Linked DNA regions of Zea mays: regions 1 and 2 are each linked to region 3. Evidence: chromatin contacts called from public ChIA-PET and Hi-C data. All regions are on one chromosome and are shown on one strand. The core of a region is the stretch at or near the end of the contact, and the rest is flanking DNA. Distances in the headings are between cores, read along the strand shown.

What was found. Hi-C and Micro-C count contacts between places; a contact is called where the count stands out from the background. ChIA-PET counts read pairs in DNA pulled down with a chosen protein or histone mark.
Region 1: a contact with region 3 is called in a Hi-C map of leaf, with 5 times the contacts expected there. The contact joins the promoter of LOC103635266 here to the promoter of LOC100193653 in region 3. A contact is called at or near these places in 8 of 25 Hi-C or Micro-C datasets (bundle sheath, ear, endosperm and 3 more).
Region 2: an H3K4me3 ChIA-PET map of seedling shows a contact between it and region 3, with 9 times the contacts expected there. The contact joins the promoter of LOC103635268 here to the promoter of LOC100193653 in region 3. A contact is called at or near these places in 4 of 25 Hi-C or Micro-C datasets (ear, leaf and tassel) and 1 of 3 datasets of contacts at active chromatin or transcription factors (seedling).

The regions. Positions count from the first base shown.
Region 1 is chr8:63,538,723-63,542,961 of Zm-B73-REFERENCE-NAM-5.0, forward strand. LOC103635266 (DUF1230 family protein) reads left to right here and starts at 1,295. Exons shown (of 4, transcript XM_008657759.3): 1 at 1,295-2,311; 2 at 2,394-2,422; 3 at 3,290-3,346; 4 at 3,695-4,089. The coding sequence starts at 1,828. The coding sequence ends at 3,901.
Region 2 is chr8:63,563,718-63,567,633 of Zm-B73-REFERENCE-NAM-5.0, forward strand. It overlaps LOC103635268 (glucosamine inositolphosphorylceramide transferase 1), which reads left to right and starts at 1,291. Exons shown (of 4, transcript XM_020542424.2): 1 at 1,291-1,882; 2 at 2,008-2,130; 3 at 2,938-3,105; 4 at 3,235-3,916. The coding sequence starts at 1,613.
Region 3 is chr8:63,381,196-63,385,020 of Zm-B73-REFERENCE-NAM-5.0, forward strand. LOC100193653 (aspartate-glutamate racemase family) reads left to right here and starts at 2,433. Exons shown (of 3, transcript NM_001138747.1): 1 at 2,433-2,617; 2 at 2,731-3,418. The coding sequence starts at 2,595.

The DNA.
Region 1 (4,239 bases), core at 45-2,544, 160 kb after region 3:
TTGGCCATTGTGGCATCGTCCCCTCCGGATGATGCAACGGCGACTTGATAGCTCATGATATACTGTGCTGGGTCGGTGATGCCATTGTACTTGGGGTAGGTCCCTGCCCTGAAGTTGGCGGGCCATGGTGACACTTGCAGGTGCGGCGCCAGAGGACTCCGCTCATCAAGGTAGTTGACGCCTTGGAATGCTGTGGCGTGCGGGATGACGGGTCCGCGCTGAAGAATGAATAGGTCTCTGATTGGCGCGCGCTGTTGGGGGGGGGGTGGGCCATGTTCAGATCATGTTGGCCTTCGCGTTGCATGAGCGCAATCTCTTGCTCAAGCTCCTGAGCCCTCTGCTCCTCGTCACATATCATCTGGCGCACTTTGGCCTGCGTAGAGACACGTTGGCGCTTGGCCTCGAGGATCTCTTTCTGCTTCTGAAGGTTACGGTTCTTGATGCGCAAAGCCCGCAGCTGCAGCTGTTCTTCTGCTGAAACCCTGATAACTTTGGCATCCTCTGTGGCGTCCTCGCCCTCTAGTGGAGCAAAGCCTAGGGGTGCTTGTGGTCATCCTCTGGAGCTGCAGGTGTGGGCGGTGCCTTCGGGAGTTGGCTGATCATTGCGCTGTCTCTTGCTGAGTGCGTCATCTTCGCAGGCTTCTTGGTGGGTGGTGTCTGCAAGGGCCTTGCCCTTTTTCTCGGCCAGCAGCGCTGCCTTCGCTGCTTCGTCAACGGATGGGGCTGCCTTCGAGCTAGCTCTCTTGGGTGCCATCGCGGGTGGTTTTTTCGTAGCACGAACGGTGGGCGCCAAATGTTGGAACTTGCTCTCCTGGGCAAGATGATCCAACGGGGGAGTAAGAGGAATGCAAACAAGGTTTTAGCTCGAGATGGCAATTGCTCTGTCAATCCAGCCTCTCAAGGGCACTGTACGGGGGTATTTATAGTTGCCTGAGTGCCTAACGTCTTGGAGTAAGGACGCATGTGCCCTCAGGCACCTAGGCTATCCCCGAAATATTCACATAAAGTGGGGTTACAGACTGTCATTACAGAAAAGCCATTACAAATTGGGCCCGTAACACACTTAGCTGCGCGGGGCCTGTTACAATGGGCCGAATTCCACGTGGGCCTCCGGGTTGGACGAGGACGGGGGACGGGGCGACCTCGTCGTAGGCCTTCGTCTTGCAGTGTAGTGGACGAAGGGTGGAACCCGCCGGTCGTTTCGCCTCCGTTGGTGCAGCGAGACTGGCGAAGACATCGAGCGAAGGGTAGCATCTTCGCCTTCGCCCCAACAGTTCTCCCGGCGCTATCCACCTCCAGCAACTTTCTCCTTCTCTCTTTCCGGTGGCGAAGCACCGCTCTCGCCCTAGTGGTCGCTTGAACTCAGCGGTGGTTGCGGCGTGCAAGTTGTATTGGCCCTCGACTCTTGCTGTCGGCCCGCCGCTGCTTCTTGTTTTTTTTTTCTATCCTTCGTTCCGTCTCTTTCCGTTGTTTCTTCGAGTACCGCTGTTGGTAACGCGTGACCAATTTGTGCTTGCAGAGTCTCGGTATATAGATCACGCACGAGTGAAAGCCCATAATAGGGCTCGACTTTAGATAGTCTGTTGAAGAAGATATGGATTGCAAACCGTGTCTATTTAGAATCTATTTTGGGTTTTAAGTTGGATTTGGATCCTCTGTTGGACTTAGTCTGAGATACAGTTTCCGTCCGTGGTCTGCGAGCGAGAGCAGGAGGCGGCCACGCAAGCTCCACGAAGGGAACGAAACCGACGCCGAGCCCGAGACGGCGAGCCGTTGCTTCGCGACACCTCGCTCGCTTCTCTTCCAGGCTTCCACCTCCACTTCCACATGGCCGCTCCCATCCACGCGCGTCTCCTCCCGCTCCCCTTGCACCCGAACCCAAGCCCCAGTCTCCACGCGAGCGGCACACGACGGGTGCCCTGGCCCCCGCGCCACCGCCGCCGCTGCTTCGCGACGCCGCCGTCGCGGAACGGGAGCTCCTCCTCGCCGGAGATCGACTGGTGCCCGGTGCCGCCGGACCAGCTCCCCGTGAACGAGTACGAGGCGCTTGCGGCCTCCCTGCCCTTCTCCTGGGCGGCGGGGGGCCTCCGCGTCTACTGCTCCCGCCTCGCGCTCACGGGCGCCGCCGTCGCGCTCTTCGTCGGGCTCCCGGTCGCCGCCTTCGGGGGCCGCGGCGGGGCCGGCGGCGACGCTCTGCACCTCGCGCTCGGTGCCACGGGGTCCGGGATCCTCGCCGTCACGCTCGCTGTCGTGCGGATGTACCTCGGGTGGGCCTACGTCGGCAACCGCCTGCTCAGCGCCACAGTGGAGTGTGAGGAATCCGAATTAATTCTGTTCTCCTTTCTGCTAGTCTGCATTGCGTTACTCTGAAGTCCGTATCGTATCTGATTCAGATGAGGAGACGGGATGGTATGATGGTCAGGTGAGATGTTTCTGTTGATCCCGTCCTTTCTTGTACTTGATCCTAATTTTCTAATAAATTTCTAGATTGAACTGTAGTACTTAGAGGTACTCCGTGTCACTCAGGTAGAACGGGGATCATTTCTAGAGGCTAGAGCTGACTTGCTGCTTGGTTAGGCCTTGAAATGTTTTGGTGATACAAACAATTGGACAAAAGGAATATGATCTAGAAAACTACGGGGAATCATCCAACCATTGATACACACTTAGTGCCACCAAAACAGATACTGAAAATGTGCCCCTATGGTCCTATGGGCCCCGTGTGCATCCATCGTTGGATACTTGGATGCATACGAGGAAGCATGTGAGCAGGAAAGAGAAATATTGAGGGCACCTCTCTCCGGCTGTACACGGATCCCATGGGGATATGTCCTTAGGGCAAAATTAACATTCACCCACTGAAAAAACTTCTGCGGCTGTTTTCTGTTGCTTTATCTTTATCAAGCCTGACATTATTGATATTCATGCCATAGAAAAACGTGAGGTGTTAATCTACCGCTGTTTCATATTATAGCAAGTGCTTCCTTGTAAATTAAGCATTGATGTAGAATTGCTGAGTTATTTTAGTCCTTGTAAGTTGTTGTAACATGCAGACAGCTGTCTCGAAAAGGAGGAGAAAAACATGTACACACATCCTTATGGTGCTTCTGTAAATTTGTTTTACTAGTGTTAGTCAAGATGGTTTGTGGTTTTCCGCTTCGTTTGATCTTATTCTTGATAAGTACTTGTATTCTTCTTAATAAAAATTTGTATGCATGGAATTCATTATACTTGGCTCATCACACCAGGGTTAACTTTTGGTGCTAAAATCATTTCTTACCTTTGGCAGATATGGGTTAAAACTCCAGAAGTTTTAGCTCGTGATCGGCTTCTAGGCTCATTTTCTGTAAGTTGTACTTACTGACTTCTGTAAACGCAACATTCTTTTATGATCAGTTAGCTCTTTGTTTTCCATTGAGTATCAGCTGCATGCCATAAAGCTTATTGAGTGAACACTGAACTTTACATGCACATGGCATGAGCTGTGATATCCCCTCAGGGAAATATGACCATATCATGAACTTGGCTGTGCTCTGGACCTACACCTGAGTCTGGGTCTGGGTGTTATCTGGTGCATCTGTTTTCTGAAAACGTTACAAATTGCAATACCAAAAAAACATCATAGCATCGTTGGGAAAAAAATCTTTTGCGTTGCTACTAAGCATTGTTTTTTTCCTTCTTTTTTATGCTCTAGGTCAAGCCTGTGCTAAACAGGGTGAAGTTCACCTTGGTGGGTCTGGCAGGCTCCCTGATCCTTTGCATTCTTCTGTACGTGAACACGGAAACCCCAAAGGAACCTTATGGAAATACAGGTGGAAGGTCTATCCCGGGAGTGTACAGCGACGCTGCTGCAAGGTCGTTTGAGCCCGATGCATTCTGTGGAGAACCTGATTTGTCGTAGCATCGTAAAGCGTGGAGCATGGAAGGTTTGTAGATGGCAGTATATATGGTCTCACAGGGTATATACGGGGGTTTCTGTACGGGGTTTTTAATCCATCAAACTAGGGTAATGTAAATATTTGGCCACACCCACACTAGTATCGATATTTTAGACGCAAGCCTCTTATGAAAATTTATGCTGACGGGCCACGGTGAAGTGAAAGGGGGTCACGCCTGTTTCCGAAGAGCGGAGCCGGGTGCATAGCATATGTGCGCCAGAATCTATTTATACACATATATTGACGTCACAAGTGTAATATATCAAAAGAACAATGCATAAAAGCGTAAATAACGATTATA
Region 2 (3,916 bases), core at 41-2,540, 180 kb after region 3:
GGAGGCTAGGGTTAGGGGCGACAACTCCTTCTAGTTGGGCCCCTAGTGGGCTGATTAGGATTAGGGTTTTGTTTTTTTTCTCTTTTTTTTCTTTTCTAATTTCGAAATACCTATTCAAATAATCATAAAATTCATAATAATCAAACCAAAATTATTTATAAATAAAATATTAATTCTTAGACTAATATTTATTATATTATTTATGTAAATTTAAATTTAAGAAGAAATGATATTTAATATTCAAAATTAATCATGAGCATAAAAAATCATTCTAAAGGCAAATAAATAACGAATACTTAAAAGAAAATTAATTATCATAAATATCATTATTAACTAAATGCACTATTTTTATTTAATGATTTTTATAGTGTTACAAAGGGTAAATTGATTGCTAAAGTGCGGAAGTTTTGATGACGGGAAAGCAGCCGAAGCATTTTGGGCATGTCCCGGAAGCTACAGAAAATCATGGCAACGACAACCAAAGATCGAAGTATTTAACCGGGTAAAATCTGGTCTGAAATTTGTGTGGTAGTAGAAATAGAGCGGTCACATCATTAGCACAAAACGGCCGTACTAGCGTCCGAACAAATGCTAGTGTCTGGACACAGTTCTTTCTCGTTCACCTTGCTCGATGCTCGCTCGCTGGCGACCTCACCACCGGCCGTCCATCCCCGCTGCTGTTTGCCGATCCTTTCCTAATCCCAGTCCGCCGGTGACCTAAACTTCCACTTTCGTTCCCGCCGTCGACAGTTGACACCGTGTACCGGTTGTCACTCTTTCCTCGCTCGCTGGCCGCGCCCTATCATCGAATTTGCCGCCGGACAAACTATCTCTACTGCCAGGTAGTCCACCGTCCTCGTAAAGGCGGCTGTTTTGACTCTAGAGAAACAAAAATAATGTAGAAACATTAAAAGTCGATACAAATTAAAACTAAGCGAATATGTTATCTAATTAAAGTTTAGTTTATATCACATCAGCCGTTGAAATAATTGAAATAGCGCAACGACGGAGCTCCCGCAGTCCCGCGGACGGGACGCGCGGAGGAGGCCGCGCTTGCTTGCGGGCGAGCCCGGAGTCCGGAGTCCGGAGGGACGGATGCCCACGTTATATCACTTTCTTGGACAAAAGTCATTATCAAACTCTGGGAAAAAAATCAAAGATGTTTGAAATAGCGAAGACAAATTCGGAAATCGAAGACCGTGCTGCATCCTGTCAAACATGCCGTCACCACCGAAAACCCCTCACTCCTTTGGTCGAAGCAGTAGCGCGGCATCCAAATGACCCCCTGCCGTCCGTCCGCTTTGGTCGTCAGCCGTCGCGCCTCACCTCCCCGGCAAAGCAGGTCGCCACTAGGACCGCGAGGAGGCTCTGGCTCGCTGCCCGATATATTGATTAATTAATCGCCCGTTAATTGCCCGCTAATCCTCTGCCGGCCGCTGCCGCCTCGCTTTTTCTCGCTTAAATAATTGCCTAGTCAAGCTGATCCAGCTCGGCGGGCTGCGGGCGGACTTGGGGAGACAGACAAACATACAGAGAGAGAGAGAGGGGCAGAGGCAGCCCGGGATCCGATCGGGCGGTCGATGCTACGGCCGGTGGCGGGCGTCGTCGGGGCATGGCTAGCCAGGCTGCGCGGCGAGGAGGCGCGATGAGACCACCGAGCAGCGGCGTGCGCACGGCGGCCGCGCGGCCGCCGGCCGCCTCGTTCCTGCTGGCCACGGCGGCCACGGCGGCGCTCGTCGGAGGGTTCTACTTCTGGTTGGTGGTCTCGTCGTTCCGGCTCCCCGACTCGGGCGCCGTCGGGTGCCGCCCCGACGGCGAGGGGTCGTGGGCGGTCGGCATGTTCTACGGCAGCAGCCCCCTCGCGCTCCGTCCCATCGAGCTGGTGAGGCGGCGTGCGGCGCTCACCGCTCAGCTTAAAAACAGCTCCTTTCGTGCGTCGTTGTGGTGTGTGAGTAGGTTGACGCCTCGAGTGCTTACTCTTGTCTGGGGTGTAATTTTGGTGGCCAGGAAGGGAGGAGCAATGGCAACAGCTCGGCGTGGCCGGTGGCGAACCCCGTCCTGACCTGCGGGACTGCGACGGAGGCGGGGTACCCGAGCAACTTTGTCGCCGACCCGTTCCTCTACGTCGAGGTGAGGCAGAGGCACTGCTGCTGCTTGTTCTGCCGCTCCTCCCCGGGGTGGAACTCTGCTTCGCGTAGATGTAGGGATGGTTTGCAAATTGCCTAAGCTATGGGAGCAAATCAGTGAGAAAAATAATAAATTCAGGCTCGCTTACTGAATTGGTGATGTCGCTGTATTCGACAATTCAGCACCCACGCAGGGCTTGAGGGTTTAGTGTTTGGTTTTTGGATACTTAAGAGGACACAGATTAGTCAGGCACATAACAGATAATGCTGTTTGGCTGATTGCCTGAATACCATTGACAGTGTCTTACTAGCGTGTGAAAAAAAATTTGTAACTGCCTTGTCTCAGTTGAGGCATACAAAGTTAGGCCCACCATGTAGTGGCTGCTACTCTATGATGTGCAGTATACTACTAGTATGTAAGCATGGTTTGGGATGAACTAATATCCTATGATAAGATAGTACCCAGGGAGTTTTAGTTCATGAAAGGATTCAGATCTAGTTGAGATAGACACCGAAATGTGCTTTGCTTAGGTACATAGGAAGCTTGAAACCATTAATCTAGAAGTTGATCTGTAAACAGGTACCACTTCCACTATCTACTTGTCAATAACATCTTTCCTTGGTAGAATATGTATAACCACGCAGGAGGAGAAAGTTTCTACAAATGCTATTTATCAGACTAAATGCATTCTTGATAATTATTTGCTAGGTTTTGTCCAATGAGTAGCATTCTTAAGTTGAGATACTATTTTCCAGGCTTGCATTTTCGCCTGCTAGCTCTCATTCTGATACGCTACTATGCATCTCCTAGGGGGACACACTATTTATTTTCTTTGAAACAAAAACAACAACCTCAATGCAAGGTGATATTGGAGTTGCAAGAAGCTTCGACCAAGGTGCAACGTGGGAATTTCTTGGCATTGCACTAGATGAGGCATGGCATCTGTCATATCCTTTTGTGTTCAAGTATGAGAACGAGGTAGATTCTTTAACTTCAAATCTACTTGACAGAACAATAACCATCTATGATGATGTCCAAATACTAACTCTCTCTCTCTCTCTCTCTCTCTTCTCTCTCTCTCTCTCTCTCTCTCTCTCTCTCTCTTAGATTTATATGATGCCAGAGGGAAACAAGAAGAAGGAGCTGCGCCTTTATCGTGCTACTAAGTTTCCCCTCGAATGGACATTGGAGAAGGTTCTTGTCAATAAGCCACTTATTGATGCCTCGTTAGTCCAATTTGAGGGATACTGGTGGCTATTTGCATCTGATTTTACACGGTATGGTGTTGAGAAGAATGCGGAGCTTGAGATTTGGTACAGCAATTCTCCTCTTGGTCCTTGGACTGAGCACAAGAAAAATCCTATCTACAAATCAGACAAAAGTTTGGGAGCTCGAAATGGTGGGAGACTCTTCATTTTTGAAGGGTCATTATATCGCCCCGGCCAGGATTGCAGTGGTACTTATGGCCGGATGGTTAAGTTGCACAAGGTTGAAAAGCTAAGCAAGGAGGAATACAAAGAGGTCCCTGTAAATCTTGGGATAGAGGAGCCAAAGAAAGGGAGAAATGCATGGAATGGCATGAGGTACCATCACATGGATGCACAACAACTCGCATCTGGTGGATGGATTGCTGTAATGGATGGTGATCGAGTTCCTTCAGGTGATTCAACCAGACGCTCTCTCATTGGTTACTTAGCTTTCCTGTTGGCCAGTGCCCTTGTCGTTTTTGTGGGTTTTATGAAAGGTGCAATCAGTTGTTACGTTCCTCCCAGTTTATGGGTTCCTCTCA
Region 3 (3,825 bases), core at 1,183-3,682:
GATGCTACTGTTGGTCAGCTAAGAGGTTGCTTTCTTGATGTGCTTGCAAGAATGGTAGATGATGAGGAAACTAGAGACAAGATCAATTCTCAAGCAATGGATTACGAGTTTCTTAGAGGAGCAGCTTTTTCAAATAAGATGGCCAAAGATAACCTACAAACTATGACCCCACGTAAGTGTTTGTGGCTGTTACTAGTTTACTACTTACTAGTTGTTGCTAAATTGTTGTGATGTTATTGCAGTTGAGTGGTGGCGTTCGTATGGTGGTCGTGCTATTGAGTTACAGAGATTTGCTAGACGTTTGGTGAGTCTTTGTGCGTCTTCATCAGGTTGTGAACGCAATTGGAGTACCTTTGAATTTGTAAGTTATTATGTGTGCCTCCTCAAGTCCTCATCCACCTACTTGGCTACTTTTGTATCTAATATTTCAGGATTAAATGACCAGGTGTTTTCTCTTTTCTTATTTTGTAGATCCATACAAAGAAAAGAAACCGATTGTTGCATAAGAGGTTGAATTCTATTGTCTTCATTTCCTACAACAGAAAGATGAAAGCTAGGTTCCAAAAACTACGCCAGAAGAAGGGGAAAAACTTTGATCCATTGGTTCATGAGGACTTCGACTGGGACAATGAGTGGGCTGATTCTTTGCATGTAGTCCCTGAAGGTGGGCGTGGGTGTGAGTGTGACCTTACATGGGACCTTGTGGATAATGCCATTGGAGCATCACAAGCACTTCGTGGCCGAAACTTACCAAGAAGGGCCCATAATGTGTATTCAAGAAGAAATTCTGTTGCTGCACAAAATATGTCAGAGGCTGAAGAGGAAGATGAAGATGAAGAAGATGTTCCACATGATGATGCAGAAATCACAGATTGTGAAGATGAATCTAATGGTGGCAATGATGGTGAAGAAGGGGAGGCACCCAATATCCCAGGAGAGTTTGATGATGATTTTTGAGCGACGGGAGAGTAGCTATTGCTAGATTGCATTAGCATATTTGCTGCATTACTAACTGCAGCTAGTTACTATTAATTATGTCATTACAAACTATCTATGTGGCTATTTCAGATTTGGTATTGTGCTGTTTTAAATTTTGTGACTTGCTATTGTTCCTTTAGAAACTACTTTGTGGCTATTTCAGATCCACTATTGTGCTATTGTGAATTTGTGATGATTTCTAGTTTATGAGCTGTAACTGTAACAGCTGTTTGGTACTTTGGTTGTTTGGTATTTTGTAAAAGGCTAACAGCTGTTTGTAACAGCTACTAAGGCGTCGCCTAGGCACCCGCCTAAGTCGCCTAGGCGGTCAGGCGGTGGCTGGGCGCCTAGTTCCGCCTAGCCGCCTTTTAAACCATGATTTACAGTTCACAAAGGCCACCTCTGTAATGTTTACCAAAAACAGCTAGACCTTGTTTCCCCCCAATAATTCTGATGTTTAAAAAAAAGATCCAGTGCCGAAGGCTTCTACATGAGTGGAGTCTAGAAAAGAGATAAATTGGCAAGCTTTCCTCTGTACGTGGAGATACTGTTTCGAACCTACGCCATGGTGACTCATTGAGGTTGAAAAGTTCTACTGTTTAGGCAGGTTTCAGTTTTACGTTGTGTCCAATAAAATTGTAGTATATTTTCTTACAAGGGTGGAAAGTTGTAATTTACTGACAAATTCTGAGTTAGTTATTATTCTTTTGTGTTTGGATTTTCATTTTGAGGTGATGGTATCTGGAGTTATGAAAGAAATTGTTCAGAACTGCCAGCTGATAAACATCAATCATACAGATTGAAACGAGCAAACGAGGACACATGCAGTGGTTACACCTTTTCCCAATTTACAAGGTGTTCCGTCATTTGCAGCAATATTGCTGACCTAGGCTCCTAGCATTTTGTGCTGTTGTACGCATATGCAGCTGCAAGTGGCCCCTGTTGCCCTGTCTCTTGCTCTCTATTGGTGTCTGGCAGGGGCAGATGATTACACCACATGTGGGGAGATGAGATGAGCCCCACTATCATGTGAGTATTGACCCTTGGAGTCGTCTATATCTTGTAGGCTTCCTTTCTTGCCTTTTTGCCGACGGAAAACTGGAGCGATGATTTTTTTTACTACCCTTTTTAACAGCTGAAAAGTCTGATGGTGAATCTTTAGAAGCCAGCAATGCCAGGGGAGATGGAAGTTGATGTTTGCTGTGTGCTGAAGAGATAACCTTCTTTGGTTGAGACGTGAGGCAGTTTCCAAGTAACCAGTCACAATCTTCCACGTCGCCTCCCTCTTGGTTAGAACCCTCCTTATAATACATAAAAACAGACACCTTCTTCATTCCAGTTCAATAATTGAGGTTCCACTCTGTCTGTTCCCTCCTTCCTGCTGTTACAATGATTGTTACTATTAGCCAGTCTGAGTAATACATGTGCATTTGGTATTGTCCTTGTTTACTAGTAGCTAATAGCTGTTAAGATCTAAAACCAGCCATCCGTCTTCTGGGAAGAAGAGGTATAGTCTCCCGATCCTAGTTCTGCCTCTCCAGTTGCATCCTTCGTCACTCACTCTCCCTACATCCTGTCACGAGACTGGTGTTCAGACCTGAGAGACCTTTACTCCCATGGTTCAGATGTCTTTGCAGAGGTCCGTTTCTGTATGCTACTTCTTGGAATCCAGCTTTGTGTTTACTGGTGCTTAGTGTCTGTGATCTAGAATGCCGCAGCTTTTACACAGTGATTCAAAACCTGTTCTTGCAGGAGCATAGCCGTATATCCTCGTTGCTCCTTATCTGATTCGTTCCATCGTGTGGGTGGTTCACGAAGAAGATGGGCCTCTTGTAGGTCCCAGTCATCACGTTTTGCTTATAATGCAAGACCATCCCCAATTGTTCTCAAGACCGACCATGCAATTGATCCCCCTGAACCAAAGGATTTGGATGCAAGTTCCTCAGCTTCAAGAAGTGGACCTTACATTGGGACTTGCCATCCATCAGGCGCAGTCGGAGTGATGGGTGCGTCTTCCTCTTCCTGCCTCAGATTTTTAGAGAAATTTGTGAGTTGGAGCACTGGAGGTGGAGAAGAGGCACCTCCGTTCATCATCTGCAATGACCCGCTTGTCAAGAAAGAGCTGTTGCCATCTGGAACCCAATCCACTTCTGGCTGCAGTGCCAGTATTGCTCTTGGGAAGTTAAGGCAGAAGAGGCTCTTCTTGGAGCAATCTGGAGCATGCTGTATTGTTATGCCATGCCAGTTCTTACATGCCTGGCATGATGAGATTTCGCAGGGTTGCTCGGTTCCGTTCATCCATGTTGGTGATTGCGTTGTGAAGGAACTCAAAGCTGCTAACTTGAAACCTGTTGAGTATGGAAGTAATGTCCGTGTGGGAGTTCTCTTCACTGACAATAAATTGGCTACAAACTGTTACCTAGACAAGTTGGAGAGCCAGGTAAACATCTTCTTTTTCATCAATTACCATATGCTTATTGATAATATGATATCTCCCTTTTTGAACGAAATGATAGCTCCACTTCAATGTAAGTAAAGAGGTGTTATGTTGGCTGTCGATATAAGTTAGGCTGATCCCTTTGTCTAAAAGAAAAACGTTATTTGTGCTATGTATTTTTTATTTATATATCTGGAAAAACAGACTAGCAGGATGTTGAATGACAATTACCACATCACTGCATATGTATTTTCTACAAATTAGACAGCTCAGCTCCTACGTCAGTGATGGGTGGTCAGATTTTTCCCAGTCACTTTTTATGATACCTCCCTTTGTCTGAAAGCTCAGTCCCAAAAAGATCGATAACAGCAGCTCTGCTGGACCACTGTAATTTGTAGGTTGTCCATTCC